Linked DNA regions of Mus musculus: regions 2 and 3 are each linked to region 1. A link is a contact called in public HiChIP or PLAC-seq and promoter capture Hi-C data. All regions are on one chromosome and are shown on one strand. Each heading gives the region's core, a stretch centred on a gene start, on an enhancer-like site or on the middle of the called end of the contact. The rest is flanking DNA. Distances are from core to core; before and after follow the strand shown.

The links. Promoter capture Hi-C pulls out the DNA fragments that hold promoters and counts their contacts. HiChIP or PLAC-seq counts read pairs in DNA pulled down with a chosen protein or histone mark.
Region 2: a contact with region 1 is called in an H3K27ac HiChIP or PLAC-seq map of extraembryonic endoderm stem cells, with 5 times the contacts expected there. The contact joins the promoter of Rrp12 here to the promoter of Tm9sf3 in region 1. A contact is called at or near these places in 3 of 39 promoter capture datasets (embryonic stem cells, hippocampal neurons and neural stem cells), 13 of 115 datasets of contacts at active chromatin or transcription factors (acute myeloid leukemia, bone marrow-derived dendritic cells, bone marrow-derived macrophages and 10 more) and 1 of 9 other capture datasets (adipose tissue).
Region 3: a contact with region 1 is called in a promoter capture Hi-C map of embryonic stem cells, with 4 times the contacts expected there. The contact joins the promoter of Cc2d2b here to the promoter of Tm9sf3 in region 1. A contact is called at or near these places in 4 of 39 promoter capture datasets (embryonic stem cells, hippocampal neurons, pre-B cells and 1 more), 6 of 484 Hi-C or Micro-C datasets (the P5424 cell line, embryonic stem cells, pre-B cells and 1 more), 6 of 115 datasets of contacts at active chromatin or transcription factors (embryonic stem cells, epiblast stem cells, large pre-B cells and 1 more) and 1 of 9 other capture datasets (embryonic stem cells).

What each region holds. Positions count from the first base shown.
Region 1 is chr19:41,261,396-41,265,910 of GRCm38.p6, forward strand. Tm9sf3 (transmembrane 9 superfamily member 3) reads right to left here and starts at 2,609. Exons shown (of 15, transcript NM_133352.2): 1 at 2,364-2,609. The coding sequence starts at 2,459.
Region 2 is chr19:41,893,833-41,898,347 of GRCm38.p6, forward strand. Rrp12 (ribosomal RNA processing 12 homolog (S. cerevisiae)) reads right to left here and starts at 2,321. Exons shown (of 34, transcript NM_199447.2): 1 at 2,107-2,321; 2 at 1,316-1,545. The coding sequence starts at 2,245.
Region 3 is chr19:40,746,405-40,750,919 of GRCm38.p6, forward strand. Cc2d2b (coiled-coil and C2 domain containing 2B) reads left to right here and starts at 2,413. Exons shown (of 35, transcript NM_001376940.1): 1 at 2,413-2,484.

The DNA.
Region 1 (4,515 bases), core at 1,359-3,858:
CAAGTGGTTTTTTAAACATCACTCAGCAATCTTCCCTCGACAACTTGTCTCCTCCTTCTGTATCATTCTCTCTTCACTAGCTACTCTGCCTTCTTGGAAGAAAAGAAAAAAGAAGTCACTTGATTAGAGCCCTATTATCTGGCCAAGGTGAAGACCTAGGTTTCAAGAAATAGTTCTAAGAAACTTAGAAGTAAAGGATCTGTTTCAATGTACACGTGCACTGACTCCTACTCTCCCGCTTCAGTGCGGCAACCATCGCACACGTGCCGTGTCTTCACACCGCATCCTTTTGGGATAAGAGTGGAGTGCAGAGATACGGCCGTGCACAGCATCTGCAAAGCCATGGGCTCTATCTCCAATGTGTGTGTGTGGGGGGGGGGGGGGAAGAACGGACCAGTTTCCTTTTATTAAATATTTTATGTACATAAAAATTAAAACATTCCAGGTGTAGCCAGATGTGGTGGGGCACACCTTCAATCCCAGCACTCTGGAGGCAGAGGCAGGTGGATCTCAGAATTCAAGGCCAGCCTGGTCTAAAGAACAAGTTCCAGGACAGCCAGGGCTACACAGAGGAAACCCTGTTTCAAAAAAAGAAGTGTTCCATTCAGTGGTGGAATATGTACATACCACACAGAATGGCCTGAGTTCAATCCCCAGAACTGAATGAATGAATGAACGAATGAAGTAACTAAATATGGCATTCCTAACAATAAAATTTCACTGAACTGGGGGCTGGAGAGATAGCTCAAGCAGTTAAGACCTAACTTTGGTTCCCAGTATTCACACTGGGTAGCTTACAACTTTCTGTCACTCTAGTTCCAGGGGATCTGACACCCTCTTCTAAGATACTCAGAATATACATGATACACATACTACATTCATGCTGGCAAAACTGACACATAGAATAAAAATAAATAAGCTTTAAAATTTTTCTCATTGAAACTGCCATGCACAAAACTTGTGGATTATGCTAGTTTTGTACACTTACAACTGATTATATTATAAACTAAGTCTTCCCTCTTAGTAGCAGTATAAAATAGAAAGTTCAAAAAGTAGAACATAAATTTCTGTCTATATGGTCGATCTAAAACTAACAACAAGTTCCAGATTTTACATGGAAACTCAACTGTTAAAAAAAAAAAAAAAAGGCAAATACTATTTAAACTACTATACTTGCTGAAATTTAAAGGAAACCAAAAATATCTTAGAGAAAATTCACAAGTGTCGCAGAAAAAAAGTTACTGATTCAACGTTTCTCTGGAAAAAAAAACTCGCATACACATGCAATTAGATTCTAGCAGTGACTGAAAATACAACAGCCTAATTTAGAGTTTTTAATTGGCTAATCAAAACAAAGTTTTGTTCACTACAAACAAAATCTAACGTCTGCCCCTTAAAAGCAGCGTACTCCCATTTTGTCACCGATCAGCTACAGCCAAACGTTCTCCACATATTTTAAATTTAGTAAATACACAACTACTCGGGCAAAAAAAAAAAAATCACAATACAGATAAAAACCTTGAAACAATCTCCAATTTGCCAAGCAATCTTCTAGGTTTATCAGACTTTCCACACTTCCCCGCGTCTACCATTCTGAATAAAAAAATAAATAAGTGAATTCCACAGCGTTACAGCTCTAGGTGAAAGTCACTCCAAGAGTCATTAATAGGCGAGCTTTGATGTGAAGATACAATTAAATAAACCGCCAATCAACTTCAGGCCAAAAGCAAAAGTGAGTGGGGGTGTGGCCTGAGGGCTGGGTGACACAAGGGCAGAGCTGTCCCAGTTAGGGACCGACCACCCGAACAGGGCGTCCTCTGGGCACTCACGGAGCGCGGAGAAAGTTGCAAGGGAGTCCTGGGGACCGAGTGCGTGCAGGGTGAAGACGTGTCCGCGTGTAAACCGTTCACACCTCCACTTCCCTAAAGCTGTCCCCACCCCACGGTTTAAATCCGGTTCGGGCGAGAGGGAGAGAGAAGGGTAGGAAGAGGCCGGAGCCCTGCGCGAAGCGATGGGTATTTCCTGGTTGGCAAGCGCCTGGATCACCACGCATCCATCCTCCGCCGTGCTGTGTGCACAGCGTCCAGTTTCCCGGGTCCAGAGCCCGCTCCGGGCCGATCCCCGGGCAGCAGCCCCGAGAGGCGGAGCTGCGGAGCAAGGCCCAGGCAGCCCCGAGTGCTCGGAAATGCCTCCTCCCAGCTCCCGCGGATCCGGCCCCGCCATGCCCGACCGGAAGGAGCGCTCGGGCGGCCGCGGGGCTGCACCGGGCCCCCCGGGCCTTCGGACCACGCCGGGTCTGGCGGGGCGGCAGGCTTGGGAGCGGGGCTGGGGCGGGGGCGGCCGCGCGGCTCGCTTCGCCTCACCGTGTGTTCGTGCTCGTCAGACCGAGCCCGGGGCAGCAGCAGCAACAACAACGCGGCGGCCGCCGCCACGCCAGGAGCGCCCGGCAGCGGCCTCATCCTCCGCGCTCCCACAGGCCGGGCGCCGGCCCACCGACTCCTCCTCCGCCGCCGCCGCCGATTCACATCCACCGGGCGCGGACAGACGCACGGGGCCCGGGCACAGCCGCTGCCTCCGCCGCCGTCACCGCCCGCTCCGCGCCGCCCCCGCCCCCCGGCCTCCGAGCCTCTTCCTCTGACTCAGCCACGTCATCCGGCCACCCCGGCACACGCCGGAAGTCCTCCCGACGCGGGGCCGCAACCGTCGCCGGCCGTGGGGCGCCGGCGCGCGCAGGCCGCGGGGTTGAAGGGTTCCGAGTCGCCGCTGCTGTGCTGCTTGCTCAGCCTCGGCCTGGACCTGGGCCTGGGCCCTTGCGCGCCCGGCTGCGGGCGGGCTGGGGTGACATCGGCTCAGGCGCCTAGCTCGCCACGGCGTGCGTGAACACCCCTTCCCTCTAACCTCGGGCTCCGCAAGCTTCTTTATGGACGATGATTATTAAACTTGGACAGGGTCGGTTGGGTGTTTAAACATCACCGTGTACTGTTTATAGACTTCTATGCAATCAAGAGATCTGGGCTAAGTTGACATTCTTGTTCATCTGCCTACGTATTGTTTTTCTCAGCCTCAATCATAAATGTGTCCGGAAGTTCCTCAGCACTCCAATCACTTGATCTCATATTCTGTATCTGAGCCGGTAGTAATAAGGAGCTAAGTTTGGTATCTTACTCTTGTAAGCCCCAGCATTCGGGAAGCTGGACTGATTGTTGTTTATTGCATACTTGCTTGGGTTACAGCGTGAGACAAAAGAAGAAAAGAAAACAAAACGAAATAATCGGGTCATAGCGGTGCAGGCATGTAATCCCGGCACCAGGACCGCAGAGGCAGAATTGCAGAAAGATTGGAGCCAACCTTATCTACAGGCTCAGTACCAAGCCTGCCAGGCTACGTAGCAAGGCCCCATCTCAAACCAAAACGTACTACGGACTCAGAAATGATCAGAAGGACACTTCTCTAAATGTGGGACTTAGAGGAAGATTGTCTCATCCATCCGTATCAGGCAGGTTTTGGTATTTGGTCGTGTAATACCTCACAGCCAATATTCTATACCACCATACTGTGCAGAAGTCTGAAGAAGACCCCACTACCAATCTTCCTTCCCTGTCCATTCCCAAGGAGTACCAACATGATTTCCTACCAAGAAATCAAATTATGTCTTTTTTGTCCAAAACACATCTTGAATAGTTAGAACTCATAGTGGAATCATCAGTAATGGTTTCATCTGCCAGGCACTCTGATACTCACACAGACCCTATGCAACAGGTACCTTTAGTGTGTCCACTTACAGAAAAGTGACAGATGCACAGGTTGGGTGACTTGCTGAAAGACTAGACCCAGTTTGCTTCTTTAGTTTGTTAACTGCTAATGTATTACCAACCAGACAGCTCTTTAAAAGGTGAATTAGATGTGCTCTCATTGGCATGACATATCCAAGAAGCACTTACAAATGGAAAAGTCTGCTACCATTTTAAATGGTAGCATGCTAGTTTGCCTGTAGAAAACAATCTTAAGTGATTAATATTCAAACCATTACAAGAGTGATTTGCTTCAAAAATTTGTATACCCCTCTTTGGAAGTTTGTGTATGTGTGTGTTATGTATATTGTGCTAGTACGTGCTTGTGTGTGTGTGTGTGTGTGTGTGTGTGTGTTCAAGTCAGATGTTGACAAACAGATGTCTTCCCCAAACACTGCCCACATATTTTTTGAGACAATGTCTCTCGCTGAAGCTGAAGCTCAGGTATTCTGCTACACAGGCTAGCCAGCAAGACCTGAGAATCCTCCTGTCTCCACGTCCCACTTTATGTGGGTTCTTGGGATCTGAACCCAAATCCTTATACAAGCAATTTACCGAGTCATATCAGATCTCCAGCCCTGTTTGGATATGTGTGTGCTACATGTGTAATGAGGTTAGAGATGATGCCTTTGCTCATGAATGCAGTCCAACTTCCTCAGTCTGTGACTTAGTCACTGTTCTTCTATTGCTGTGAAGACAGACACCATGACCAAGGCGACTCATA
Region 2 (4,515 bases), core at 1,071-3,570, 630 kb after region 1:
CATCTACATGGCTCAGTGGCTGGGAACTCTCGCTGCCCTCGCACAGGACCGGAGTCTGGTTCCTAGTACCCACACGGGATAGCTCATGGTCAACTCCAACTCCTGCTCCAGGAGTTATGACCCCCATGGGCACATGTGCAGACATGTGACACAAACTCACCAAACTGAAATAAATAAAAGAGTCTAAAGAAATAACACAAAGACTGACTAAATGTGTTGAAATGCTAATATTTTATACATACTGGTCGAATACATTAATTTTACCCACTTCTTTTTACTTTTTAAATGTAGCTTCTAAAATTCAAAATCACTCGTGGTTCACTTTATAGCACTACTGGGCAGTGCTAGTCTAGAAATACATTGAGTGACCTATGAACAATGCCCACTGGAGAGACTCAAATTGGGAGACTAGCTATAACACTTTAGTCTATTTATATCTCTTTGTATCATTTAGCATTTTTTTAAAGATTTATTTATTTATTACATGTACATACACTGTAGCTGTCCTCAGACATCCCAGAAGAGGGCATCAGACATGTGGTTGCTGGGATTTGAACTCACGACCTTCGGAAGAGCAGTCAGCGCTCTTAACCGCTGAGCCATCTCTCCAGCCCCTCATTTAGCATTTTTAATATTCCTCATTTAAATAATAAAAAAATAAACATATTAACTTTGAAATGTCAATTAAGTAAAACATTTTTCGTTAAACAAAACAGATCCCAAACCACAGTTATTCACCATGAACTTGAACACTAACATCCCTGGAAATACATGTAAAGATTCCCGTTTGAAGAACAGCTGAGGAGACAAAGGTTGACAACATTTCTACCCTCAGTCTGGCTCAGCCAGTAAAGTACTTGCTCCCAAACCTGACAAGTTGAATTTGATCCCTGAGCCCCACATGGTGGAAGGGAAGAGAAAGGTCTCCCTAAAGTTGTCTTCTGACCTTCATGCCCATGCTGTGACACGCACAATCAAAATTAATATGCTTTGTTGAGCATGAAGACACAAACCTTTGACCCCAGCACTTGAGAGGCAAAGACAGATTGCTCTCTATGGCTTTGAAGCCAGTCTGGTCTACAAATGGAAACTTTGTCTCAAAAAAATAAACAAAAAAATTTCAAACATATATGAACATTAATTACCACACACGATTTTTAAGGGGACTCTGCCCAAGAGTGTATGTGAGGGGCACAAAGGGTAAGAGAGATGACACATCATCCAGAAATACCAGTTGCTGTCACCAGAGCTGTATGAAAGTCATCTTGAATGTGCCCTGCCTACTGCCCTACAAACTCAGCAACCAATCTCCTACCTCCTTGTGAGCAGCTGAGTTGGATTCCCAGAAGCGCTGCACTTTGCTGAAAGTGACATTTGTACAGTCAGACAAGCCACTCAGAAACGTGCCCGAGGACTTCTCGGTGAAAGCCACCTCTGGATCTTGGTCCATGGTCGTCTCAGGGGCTTGGCTTTTGCCCAGGCTCAGGGTCCCCGACTGCAGCTCATTATGCAACTTCACAGCATCAACAGTCAGGTCGCTCTTTCCTGAGAACCAGAGTAACAAGGTAATGGCCCCATTTCCACCCAAACTTCCTTTAGCTGAAGGAACAGAACCCCTAAGAAACAAACCAGAGGGTTTAGACCCCCCCAATCCCAGCGGCAGGATTCCAAACCAGGCTTGCCTGCACAGCCCTGTGTACGCTTGCAATTTTCAAGGCCAAGAGAAAGGAACCCCAGATCTGTTTCTGCTTCCCTGTACTAAAGGCACAGGGACATCCAGAGCCAGGGTCGTATACTGTACGGAGACACCCGAAGGCTGAAGATGTGGGTTAGTAGTTGAGTGTTTAGTTAGCGTGCACAAAGTCCTGGGTTCGCTCCCTGACACTCCCTCAACATATACATAAATCTAAAGGGGCATCCAAGGGTAGTGACGGCCGTGTCCCTGAGACCGCGGTATCCTAGACAAGTCATTTCCCTTCAGAGGACAATTTCCGCATCTGTCAAACTCGAGGGGCGGGCCTTCACAGTGAGCGCCAGGACTGACATTACAAAGTGGCAGGCCGAATGCCACAAGATGCCGCCCAAGGAGTCCCACGGCCCGGCTACCTGACGGGCGGCTGAAGAAGCGGCTCCGAGCGGCCTGGCGATGGCGGCAAGTGGCGGGGTTGCTGTCGCTGCTGTGGCCTTTCTTCCAGCGCTTCAACTTGGCCGAGACACCAGAGGGCAATTTCCCCGAGCGACCCATGTTGACCAAACGGTGGCTCGCACTCGCCCAGAGAACAAGCGTCCACACACGCCGAAAAGACAGCAGAAGCCACGGCAGAACCCACGTGTGTGTCCTCAGCCGGCTCCGCAGCCCCTTCCTCTGATGTCACTTCCTGTCTCCAATCTGTTACCATGGCAAAACCAATCAACATCCGTTCTGAGGCTTCCTATTTGCTTTGCGATCTTAACGCTGGGGAAGGAGTTCTGGTGTTTCGGATGCTGTGTGGGCTCCTGATGCACCGCCAAGATTCGTGGCCGTGAAGGAAAACCTTGTAAAACGGGAATTTCTTTGGAATTAAAAGACAAATTTATATTACTCTCAAAGAATCAGTTGTTCAGCCGGGCGTGGTGGCGCACACCTTTAATCCCAGCAGAGGCAGGTGGATTTCCGAGTACGAGGCCAGCCTGGTCTACAAAGTGAGTTCCAGGGCAGCCAGGGCTATACAGAGAAACCCTGCCTCGAAAAACAAACAAACAAACAAAAATCGGTTGTTCAAGCGGAGCGGTGGTGTCCGCACGCTTGTAATCCCGGCAAACTGGAAGACTGTCGTGAGTTTAAAGCCAGCCTAGTCTCCACACTGCGAGATGCAAAATCCTGTCTAAAAACAAAAATAACAAAATAAATACATCAGTAATCCCAGCGCCTAGGTAACAGACGTTGGTTGATCTCCGTAATTTCAAGGCCACACTGCTCTAAATATTGAAATAGTGAACTCCAAGACATTCAGGGCTACACAGTGAGAACCTGTCTCAAAAAACAGAAACAAACAAACAAAAAACCCTAATAAAGTTTAAAAAAGAAAACAATAATCAAAAACTATGGATGTATAACAAATGAAAACATCTTGGCCTCACGAGAGATAAAAGCAACAACTAGTGCCCACGACTTGCTTTGCAAATTGAAACCACAACGGAATAACGACAGAAAGGAGCAGTGGTGGTGCCCTGTTGCCAAGAACACAGCCCTGATGTCTCCATGTGCTGCTGTTGGTTGATATGGGCACTTTGGGAAACTAGTACTATTTTTAAAAGATGTATTTCTTAAGTTATGTGTACACCCGTGTGATGGTATGAATTCAGGTGCCTGTGGAGGCCGGAAGCATCAGACCCCCTGGAGCTGGAATTACGAGCAGTTATGAGCTGTCTGAGGGTGCTAGGAGAAACCTGTCTCAGGTCTTCTGCAAGAGCTGTGTGTGAGTACACTATCACTGTCTTCAGACACACCAGAAGAAGGCATCCGATCCCATTACAGATGGTTGTGAGCCACCATGTGGTTGCTGGGAATTGAACTCAGGACCTCTGGAAGAGCAGTCATTGCTCTTAACCACTGAGCCATCTCTCCAGCCCTAGCATGAACTCTTCACTGTTGTTAATTCATCTCTCCAGCCCCTGCTCCCTGTTTGTATTTTGAGGTCTCGTGTGACCTATGTTGGCCTTAAACTCACAGCAATTCTTCTGCCTCTGCTTCGTGAGTGATGGGATTGCAGGCATGAGCCCTAACATCTAGCTTGGTCTAGTAGTATCTAATAAAACATATGTCCACTCTACCCAGCAATTCATTCCTATATATACACCCAACAGAGACGATTACTTACTTGCTAAAAAAGAGATAGTTGAGAACTAGAAGTGACCAAACACCCATCAACAGAATAGGTCAGATTCACTGTGATATAATGATATGTAATGGAATATTTTATCATTTTTAAACAGCAGCTTCTGCATAGTATACACAGAGATCTGCTATGTGCGTGTATGATTCAAATTAAATGGAAGACTCCAGACATAAAAGAATGTAGCCAGGCAGTGGTGGCGCACGCCTTTAATCCCAGCACTGGGGATGCAGAGGCAGGTGGATTTCTGAGTTCAAGGCCAGCCTGGTCTACAGAGTGAGTTCCAGGACAGCCAGGGCTATACAGAGAAACCCTGTCTCAAAAAAACAAAAAAACAAAAAAAAATGTGTATTGTATGATTCTATTAATTAAAAAAACAAAAGGACCCCAGTATTGGAATCTGGTACCAGCTGAGAGTAAGCACAGTAGATGTAGTTATAGTCTAATATCTTAGGGGTTTACATAGATGTATTCACCAAGTAATGGTTGTGTATTATATACTTACCTGAATGTATCTTAAAAAATAGAGGGGCTGAAGAGATGGCTCAATGGCCCAGCATCATACTCTGGTTTGCTTCTTTTCTATTTATTTATTTATTTATTTATTTATTTATTTATTGCAGAGGGAAGGGATGGGATA
Region 3 (4,515 bases), core at 1,163-3,662, 520 kb before region 1:
TACAGTTTGTCCCTGTCATTGTAAAACTCTGGCTTTGTCACAGAAAAGCTTTAAGAAATGGACAGATGGACAGGGGTCAGGACAGGCCTGCCTAGACTTGAAGATTCTGGTTCTGCTGGACATGGATGTAATGTGGGGGGGAGGGGTGGGGGGGATACGTCTTCCATGTGGTGACACTGTCAGAACAGAGCTAGTACCTCAGATGTAGTGGTCAATATTAGCTGTCAATCCGACAGGGTCTGCAATCTCCTAGGAGACAAGCTAGTGAGAGACCGTCTAAATGAGGCTCACCAGTTTTCTAGATAGGGTTAATTGAAGTGGGCAGGCCAACCCTGAGTGCAGGTGGCAATACCGTCCTATGGATGGCAGCACTGGGCTAAACAAAAAGGCTTTCTCTGTGCACAGAAGACACTGTAGACGACTTCTCAGTAACTATTGCTGCCTTGGATGATTGCCTGCCTGCCTGCCTGCCTGCCTGCCTGCCTGCCTGCCTGTGCAGATGTCTTTCTAATTCTTTGCCAAGAAATTAAAAATGTTCTATGAAATCTGATCTGTAGCTAGAGCAGTTAAAAAAATATATTATAGCCTGAATCAAAACAGTTCTGCATGTGAGATTAGACCACTAGTTTGAAATATCTACTGGATGTCAATTCTTACTCCGACTCCCTCCCCTCTGATAGGAAATGCTCTTTAACCTTGAAAATATTTAGAATTCCTCAACATCTGTTCGATAAACTCTTTGGTAGGAGATCTTGAATCCTACATTATCTTGACTTAGGTATTTGGACCCATATACTTAATGCTTAGGTATAATAGCAATAATACATTGTAGCACACACACACACACACACACACACACACACACACACACACCATGTGTACTTTTAAAAAATGCATAGCACTGGTTGATAATCCTGGAAATTAAATGTTCTTAAAGTTCATCATATTCTGTGATGCTTGCAACATGCAGACATTTCCCATTTAATCCGTGACATCAGTATGTAAGGGAAACACTCTTGACTCTGCTTTCTGACTCTGCTGTTGGACTGTAGAGATGGCCTGGCCCCTAAGGGCTAAGCTCACAACCCAAACGACAAGAATCTACCACCATTGCTCTTAAATTGCTATACCAGATGAGCCCTAGACAACAAGGATTTTATTTGGAATGAGAATTTGTCCAAATAAATTTTGAGGCGTGGACACAGTTAACAGTAAGTCGTTTTTTGTTTGTTTGCTTTTTCAGATAATGAGGCAAGTGGAACTTCTGAGTTCGTTCCCTTGTGCCGCAGGGTCTCTACCTCGCCTGGGCAGTCACCTTTGCAGCTGCTCTATTTCCCTACGTCCCTTTTCTCGAGGCCCGTTAAGTTTTAAAGACCTCCTAAGTGTCTTCAGAATCTCAGGCTAACGGCTCAATGGGGCGGACACAGAAAGAGGTTCATAAAAACAGCATATTGGAATGAAGGGACACACATCACTGTGCTCAGCCCCACTTGCAAACTCCCAACTGTATCAGTTCTGTTTAGGTCATCATTATTTTAACAAGGAACAAAGAGGCTTGCAGGGTGGGGACATACCGCTGTTTGATTTGTTTATTCATTTACTGCCTGCGATGGTGCGTTCGTGGTGTAGGTCGGCTTGCGGAGGCCACAGTGTGACGCTGGTTGTCTTCTGCCATCATACTACACTTTATTTGCTGAGACTTTGCTCTCTTCTGGAACCCAGAGCTTGCCCTGGGGGATTCCTGCGGCTGTCTCCACACTTGCCTGGCCTTACGTGGGTTCAGGGAATCTTAACTTCACTGACATTACAGTCTATGTGCTGAGCCATCTCCCCAGCCCCAAACTACCACTACTTCTCCTTCATAGATTTATTTTATTTTTAATTATGTTTCTATGGGTGTGGGAGGATATGTATATGTGTGAATGCAGGTGCTAGCCAGGCCAGAAGAGGGCATCAGGAGTTACAGGCAGGCGGTTGTGGGCCACCTAACTGGGTGCTGGGACGCGGGCCTCTGTAAGGGCAGTAAGTGCTCCTCATCGCTTGCTCTCCAGCACCCAGCCCAAGACTTAAAAGATATTAAATTTGTGACACGAATTGCAAGCTCTGAAAAAAAAATTGTTTGCACTGAGGGCTGTGGCATGGGGCCAGACACCAGTCTCTTGAAATGAAAAGCATCCACACTGCGCACCCGCTCTCCTGTCCCCTCTCCGTGGCGTGGCGCATGCAGTTCTTAAGCCGCCACTAACCCCCACCCCAAAGGGAGGGGCAAGAGAGGCCCGAGGGATGCGGGGGGGGGGGGGAGGGTTAGCTCAGGTGCACGAGGAGATCTCATGCACTGAGGCTGGATCAGAACCAGATGGCTGGGGAGGGGAGGGGCAGAGGGCAAAAACGCTCGCACTGCGCATGCTCTTCGGCTGTAGGCGTTGATAGCTGCTCAGGATCTGTCTTCACTTCCCAGACGCATCGAAAAGCAGTGTCCATCAGGTGAATGTCTTATCTCTCAAGGTCCCCATGACGGTACCAGAGTACACTGGGGATGCACCCCTCCTCTGTGCGGAATCCTGGGGCTGGGATAACAAGGCAACTAGGTGAAGTGGCAAGAGAGGGCACGGAACCGCGCCACCTGCCAGTCATCCCGGTTTTAGGAATAGGGGTGAAAACGTGTACATTTCACAGCTTCGAGGTCAGGGAGGGGTTTGGATTAAGTTCCGGTCAGAAAAATATTTCCTGAGTGGAGGAGGCTGGGCGGCTGGAGTTGAACTCTTTGCTAGGGTAAGCATTAGGACAACACCTTAGAATCAGCGGAACTACTTCAAGGTAATTTACTTCAAGCGGAACTTACTTCAAGGTAAGTACTGACAGAAGGCAGGTACAAGAGCTAGGAGAAAGTCCCTAGAAGACTACAGGATGCGAATTAGGCTCGAAATGTGGCGTGCAGTCCATTGAGAAAAGTTACAAAACTCAAAGCAAAGTGATGACCAGGAAAAAGCAGTCTTGCTTCACCCCTAGGTGGCAAGTGTGGCCCGAGGGCCCTCGCACTGAGAAGGGCCTCAGGGTTTCTCCAATTGAGACTGGAGTCCAGACCCAGAGATGGCTCTTCGACCTAGAATATAAACAGCACAGGACTCTCGCCAGTTTCACTAGACCCGGTGTCCGTGCTCCGTCGGTAATCCAGTGCACTCTGATAATTCTCAAGATCAGTTTCCAGGTAGCATCATTACATTGCCTTGGGTGTGTTAGATACAAGCCTTCAGTCCATAGGACAATCTGTGTCACCTGCACGCCTTCCTCAAACCATGCTGTAGGGCTTTGAGGGGGCAAAGGGGCAGAAGTGAAATCTTCTTGGTCTTGAGAGCACAGGGAACTTGGTTTTGATGTTTCCCAAAGATACCAGTTTACAGTTCAGAAGGTTTCTTTTCGGGCCATGCATGCATTCCTTGGGTCCTCCTGTCTCAGCTTCTCCTGTGTTAGGATTTCAGACATGCATCTCCAGCTGAGCCTGGGCCGAGATTCCCACTTCTTGATTTAGGGGGAAAAATCACAGATAAGTAAAAGATAAGAATTTCTGAACCTGTCAGGTAGTAAAATATCTGAGGGTCCTGATGCTTATTAAAGAATATGGCTGGTGGGAGGCTTTTGTTAAATTCTGCTTTTTCTGTAACCTGCTCCTAAAGGATAGTTGATGCTATGTGTTTAGTGGATTTTTATTTGGACAAAATGCAGCCCACTGTTTGAATTTTTATTGGAATATATTTTTTTTGGCACAACGTTCTAGCTCAAATAAAAGAAATTCTGAAGAACGCGACATAAGAAACACAACTGTCTGCAAGCATAACAGAGTATCATTAATAGTGTCAGGGATTGGTGCTTGCCCCGTTGGCTGGGTCTCAAGTTGGGACAGTTCTTATTGGCCATTCCCTCAGTCTCTGCTCCATCCCTGGGGCCTACATTTCTAATAGACAGGATAAATTTGGGGTTGAAAGTTTGGTGGGTGGGTTGGTGTCTCTAATGGCTCCACCGGGGTTCCTGCCTGGCTAATGGGAAGTGGTCTTGTCAAGTTCCATATCCCCAAAGTTGTGAGTCACAGCTAAGGTCACTCCCATTGATTCTTGGGTGCCTTTCTTATCCCAGTTCTCTGTCTCTCTTGGAGATGCCCCCTCCTCCTCATCTCGTCAGTTGCAGAGTTTATTTGCCTGTACGAGGGATATGTTCTTCTAGCTGGGCTGCCTTGTCTGGCCTCAGTGGGAGAAGAAGCTCCTAGCTTTGCAAAGACTTGAAGTGCCAAGGTAGGGGGATACCCAAGGGGCCCCCACCTGCTCAGAGGAGAGGGGGATGGGATTGGGGAATTAGGGGAGGGAGGCGTGATTGTGATGTAAAGTAAATAATTAAAATATTAAATTAAAAAAAAACAAAACTAGAAGTGTCGAACTGTATGACAGTGGATCCACTCAGCGAAAGAGGAAACCTACAGCCACACTGGACTGAAGTCTGTTCTAAGCAAGAACAAGGGGACAT